2 separate regions of the Mus musculus genome follow, and region 2 is linked to region 1. Evidence: chromatin contacts called from public promoter capture Hi-C data. All regions are on one chromosome and are shown on one strand. The core of a region is the stretch at or near the end of the contact, and the rest is flanking DNA. Distances in the headings are between cores, read along the strand shown.

Region 1 (2,859 bases), core at 261-2,760:
TCAGATGTCCCATCAGAGACAAAAGAATGTTTTGCATCAAAGGACAGTCTTCTAGGACAAAGCAGCCTATCAGGTTTAAAAACGGCTGAATGGCTTATGCCTTTAGTTTGAATACAACCATCTACTGATTTAGAAATAAATATATCCTGAAAGAGGTATCTAACAGATGGTTGCAATCCCTCATCAAAAACATTTAGCCGATGGTTTCTTGGGTTCCATTTTGAATGAATAACCTCTGGTCTGCAAGTTCCCAATGGATCTATCCTCAAAGCTCTGCTTCTTGGAAGTAACGTACTGAATCGTCGGATGGTCCATAACAAGGAACGTGCTTTGCTATTCATTCTGCTATCTATTGGCACACTTTCAAATACCCAAGATGCAACGCAAGTTGCCGTCTTTCTAAAAAAGAGCACATGCTGTGGACTGTCCTGTAGAGGATAGGTAAATAAAAGAAATAATGGTTAAAAACTGTTGCTTAAATAAGGGAAATGCATCTAACAGGGGCTTGCATGGGCACCGACGAGCCGCTAGAGTTTTATATTAAAATGGAACATGTCCTCGGTATGCTTCCTCCACGTTTATTTCATCTTTGTAAAAGTACCCAGGTCAATCACTTTAGCAGTTGTGGATAAAGTAGTTTCAATCAGTCAATCAATAAATGTGGATAAAGTAGCATAGATAGGTAGGTAAACTGAGAGATAGAAATAGACAGCTAGAAAGATAGATAAGACAGACAGAAAGATAGATAAGAATGTCTTGTGTAGGTGTTCAATATCGGCTAAGGAGAACTTTGTTAACACTACTTTGGAGGCCTTCACTGAAAACTGTATCATTGATGGACACTTCAGATCATCTTGCATTGGCCAAAAGCGAACTGTTAAGAAAACGTACTCGGACAGGTCGGTCTTGGTTAGGGACGGAATTAAAGAAAAAAAGCGATGTCCTTCCCGCCTGAGAATCTACAATCAGCCAGGTTCATCAAGATCCCGGAACCGGAGTCGGTGTCTTTCCGCAAATGGGCCGCCCAGCACTGCCCTAAACTTAAGACCCAGGCCACTTCCCAAACTTTTCTCCCCTAGGTAAAAAGACAAGTACGATCCGGCCCGCGATTCCGCTTCTGCTTGCCATCCACTCACCTTCGAACAGAACCCCGTGACTACACATAGGCGCAGCCATGACAGTTCCTCCTCAAGCGGCGCGTCTGGTGACGTATTACGGATTCTTTTATAAGTCAAAAAGCATCGGTTCTCAGCGACCGCGGAGGCCATGTGCAAATAGGGAGGAAAACCTTCCAGAAAGAATAGTTTCTATTCTCTGATGAAAAGATAGAAGCGAGAGCCTTAGGAAAACACGGAGCTTATAAAGTTCATCTATTGTTGTTTATGGAAACTCAAAACATTCAAATAGTGACTTTGAACTTTTAGCCCCTGGCGGTGCAGCCTCTTTTGAACGCGCCTGCGCCAGTTTTAGTACCCGCCGCGGTTGCCAGGAAACCGTGACGCCACGGTCCCAGTTTCTAGGTCTTGCTAGAAATCATGGCCAAATTTGTGATCGCGGGTGAGTGCTTCTCTAGTAAGCCCACAGATCTCTTCCCATGGGTGGTCAGCCTTGTTAACTGGCTTCTGTTCTTCAGCCCCATCCTTTAGAAGGATCATCTCAGGCTTTCTAGGCATTCATTTAAAGACGCTTGATACACAGTGGCAATGTGTCAAAGTCAGATGAGCAATGGGGACACGTTGGGGAAAATTCCCACCTCTGCCCTTGGCCAGTTTTAATTCCCACAAAACGTATAAGGGGTACAAAACGTATAAGGAATTCCTCTGATCTGCTGTGACTAATGTAATGATGGACAACTGCACAGGCCTCGGCGGGGTTGGCGGGAAAAGGAGCATAAGGAATGGATGGAGAGAAGGAAATAACTAAGCTATTAAAGAAACCAACCTCCAGATAAAGGCAAAGAGCTAGAAGATCTGTAGTCTAATGGAGGACCTGGATGTGGGAATGTCGCAGGGCCTGGGTTAGAATTACAAAATATAAACTAGATATTTAGTTTAAACAACAACAACAACAAAAGTTTGTACTAAATCTTGAACAAAATTTAACGAATTTAGGTAAAAATAATGTCAAAGTGTCAATTCGTCTACATTTTTAATGTAGACCATCTTGACAGCTGGAAGCAACACCACTACTTACTGGAACAGGCTGTTGACTGTATCTGCTTCCTCTTCTTTCACCAAGTATCTTTTTTTTCCTTTTTATTATTATTTTTTATTAGGTATTTATTTCATTTACATTTCTAATGCTATCCCAAAAGTCCCCCACCCACCCACTCCCACTTCTTTCACCAAGTATCTTAAAAGAGCTCCCTACTGTTCTATCCTTCCTTCCACTCAGTCTGGCTTCTCCTTTGGCCTTCCTATACAAACTATTTTGGCCACAATCACTTCTTTATTACACAATTGGAATTTACCATCCCTTTGGAAGTACATCTTTTGCTTCACTATACATTCAGATAAATATTTTTTTTTTTAGCACTAGAAAACGGGATGGTGGGAATACATACAGTAAAAACTTTCAGGACACTTTGTATATAACAGTAACAGGTCAGTGTTCTGGAGGAAACAGTGGTTGTGATGGTTTGTATATTCTTGAGCCAGGGAGTGGCACCATCTGGAGGTGTGACCTGATTGGAGTAGGTGTGCCACTGTGGGTATGGGCTTAAGATCCTCACCCTAGTTGCCTAGGAGTCAGTCTTCCACTAGCAGCCTTTGGATGAAGATGTAGAACTCTCAGCTATGCCTGTACCATGTCTGCTTGGATACTGCCATGTTCCCACCTTGATGATAATGGACTGAACCT
Region 2 (2,826 bases), core at 292-2,791, 1.2 Mb before region 1:
TTTTTTTTAAATGCAATGCATTGATGCTGTTCAGACACCTATAGGTCCAATAGGTGTGCCAAGAGGCTCGTGTGTGTTTCTGACAGTGCTGAGGCTAGAAGACAAAAGACTGGAAGACCGAGGCTCTGGTATGATGGCATGAGAAGGATCCATTAAGGAAGATGCTTAGGGGCCTGGGGAGGTGGCTTGGTGAAGAAGTGCCTGCCATGCAAGCATGAGAATACGATTTCAGGTCCCCAGAACCAATGTAAAAACGGGGCACAGTGGCTTGTGCCTTAACCCCAGCCCTGGAATGCTCAGAGACAGATGGATTCCTGAAACTTACTGGCTACCCACCTAACCCAATCAGATGAGCCTTAGGTTTGGTGAGAGACCTGCCTCAAAAACAGAGATGAGAACAATGAAGGAAAGACAACCAATATCTACCCCGGCCTCCGAATATGTGGGCACACACGCACATACTTTCATTAGTAAGTATATCCATCATACACATACTACATCATACCACACAAACATGCACACACAGAAAAGGGAAGAGAGAGACAACATGAGAAAGGAAGGAAGGAAAAGGAAGGGAAGGAAGGAAGGAAGGAAGGAAGGAAGGAAGGAAGGAAGGAAGGAAGGAAGGGATACTTGGGGAGATGGTTCCAGTGACTGAAATTCTTGCCTTGTAAGTGTGGAGAGCTGGGTTCATATCTCCAGATCTAATCACAGTTATCCTAACAAGCATACCTGAGATCTCATTATTAGAAAAGGGAGATGGCAAAACCCCAGAGGCTTTCTGGTCAGCCAGCCTAGCTATAAAGATAAGCTCCAGGTTCAGTGGAAACCCTAACTCATGATGATGATAATGATGATAAGGAGGAGGAGGAAGAGGCAAAGGGGGGCTTGGGAGATGGTTCATGATGCAAACATGCCAGTTACCCCAGTGCTGGTGTGAAGACAGGCAAATCCATGAGCTCACTGGCAGTTAATCCATCTGAAATGTGAGCCTCTGCATGCACACACATACACACACACACACACACACACACACACACACACACACACACACACACAGGAAGGTGGGCTTGGCTGAGGGTCTAGCTCAGTATTAGAATTCTTACTCTGGAGACTCATTTTCTGTAGGGCCAAGGTGATTTCATGTTTCCATTTCTTTGTATTTTAGTATTTTTGTATATTAAAATTTTCTGCTGGTGTGATAAAGTACGCTAAAATTATATATTATCACATTCAAGCACAGGGAACCCCCTGGAATCTAGGAAGGTCACCTTCGGCCTTTATGTAGGTAAACAACTTATAAACACCCTTGCTTCCTGAAGGCAGTTCCTTCACTGGGCCAAAGGTTTTCTGAGAACACTTTTTTTTTTTTCCTTTTTAAATCATAAAAGCTTCTTTTTTTGGCTGCCAGATGAAATCAGTTTCCACTAAATTTGCAGAATTCTGAGCTTGGCTGATGCAACTTGGTAATAATAGAGTATTCTAAATCTAGGCGTCCGCGGTGTGTGAAACCTCAGATCTGCAGCTGACTTCTAGCTTCCTTTCTTAAGCGGCACGGCGGACATGAGCATTCAGATTGCCCCTGTAAGGATGTCTGGTCCCACTGATGTGAGCACAGTGATGGCGAGCAGCCTGGGTTGATGGTGGTCACTCCAGGGTATCTCCTAGCAACAGAAGACACACCCAGCCATGCTGCTCCCCCACAGGCACCTACTGAGGCTCATCTGTCTCTCTCCAACCAGTAGAGCAGCCTCTGGTTTCCTTGGGGACCAGAGACTGTAGGAGTAACCCATCCATTACCTCTGTAAGCATGCCTGCAGGGCAACGTTAATCTTTAGCTGCCAAAACTCCATTTTCCTCCCCAGTGGGCCTTGAAAAGGGAGGAAGCATCATTGAAGTGGTGTGTGTGTGTGTGTGTGTGTGTGTGTGTGTGTGTGTGTGTGTGTGTGTGTGTGTATTTGTATGTGTATAGCACATGATATGTTTGTGTGTCCATGTATGTGAAGACATGTGTGCATTTGTTTTTGTATGCAGTCCAGAGTTTCAAGAAGTCAGGGCCTTCCTTGATTGTTCTTCACATTTAAAAAGTTTTCTTTTGAGATAAGGTCTATTTGCCTTGGCTGGCATAGAACCTGCTGTTTAAAACAGGTTGGTTTCAGCCTCACAGAGACAGTCATACCTCTGCCTAACAAGAGGTGGGAGTAGAGATATGTGCTCCATGCACCACCCCCTTTTGGGGACAGGATCTGACTATGTAGCCCTGGCTAGTATGAGAGATTAACCTGCCTCTGCCTCCAGACTTAAGGTGTGTGCCACCCTGCCTGGCGATCCACCTTGTGTTGTGAGGCAGAGTTTCTCGCTGAACCCAGAGTTCACTGGTTCAAGATAGAATGGCTGGCCAGTGAGCTAGTTATAGGGACCCATCTTCTCTGCCCTGAGCAGATACTTGGCACTGGAGATCTGAATTCAGGTGCTTGTCCTTGCACAGTAGAGACAACCAAATGAGCTGTTTCATAATCTTATAATGTGTGTTTCCTGAGGCCGGATGCATGTGCACTACAAAATCTGTGAAGAGAAGTTTACCCATCAGGAAGAGTAAGAACGTGTTTCTAATTCTAGCCCCCAAACTAGAAAATTTCTTAATCTTTAGAAAGATTAAGAAGTCTCAGTCCCTGCATCAAATGGGAAAATAGAGATGTGGGTGTCCCCAAATACAATAGTCATCAGAGCCTCGCAGGCAGCAAGCTTTATTGATAAATTAAAAACAGTCACAAGGGATAAGACGGAGTACTTCAAATCACTGTCTACACCATCACAAATGTTTAT

What was found. Promoter capture Hi-C pulls out the DNA fragments that hold promoters and counts their contacts.
Region 2: a promoter capture Hi-C map of hippocampal neurons shows a contact between it and region 1, with 5 times the contacts expected there. The contact joins the enhancer-like site here to the promoter of Mdh1b in region 1. A contact is called at or near these places in 10 of 39 promoter capture datasets (3T3-L1-derived adipocytes, the HPC-7 cell line, embryonic stem cells and 6 more), 3 of 115 datasets of contacts at active chromatin or transcription factors (astrocytes and stem cell-derived neural progenitor cells) and 2 of 9 other capture datasets (adipose tissue and liver).

Annotation. Positions count from the first base shown.
Region 1 is chr1:63,728,969-63,731,827 of GRCm38.p6, reverse strand. Mdh1b (malate dehydrogenase 1B, NAD (soluble)) reads left to right here and starts at 1,510. Exons shown (of 11, transcript NM_029696.4): 1 at 1,510-1,557. The coding sequence starts at 1,536. It overlaps Fastkd2 (FAST kinase domains 2), which reads right to left and starts at 1,203. Exons shown (of 12, transcript NM_172422.3): 1 at 1,137-1,203; 2 at 1-428. The coding sequence starts at 341.
Region 2 is chr1:64,977,321-64,980,146 of GRCm38.p6, reverse strand. No RefSeq gene overlaps it. Among named protein-coding and RNA genes, the nearest start is that of Plekhm3, 22 kb to the right of the region's middle. Within about 2 kb of position 1,541, at least 40 of the 459 cell types and tissues checked have an H3K27ac peak or open chromatin away from gene starts, as enhancers often do. A contact at or near this core is called in hippocampal neurons, where this site is marked.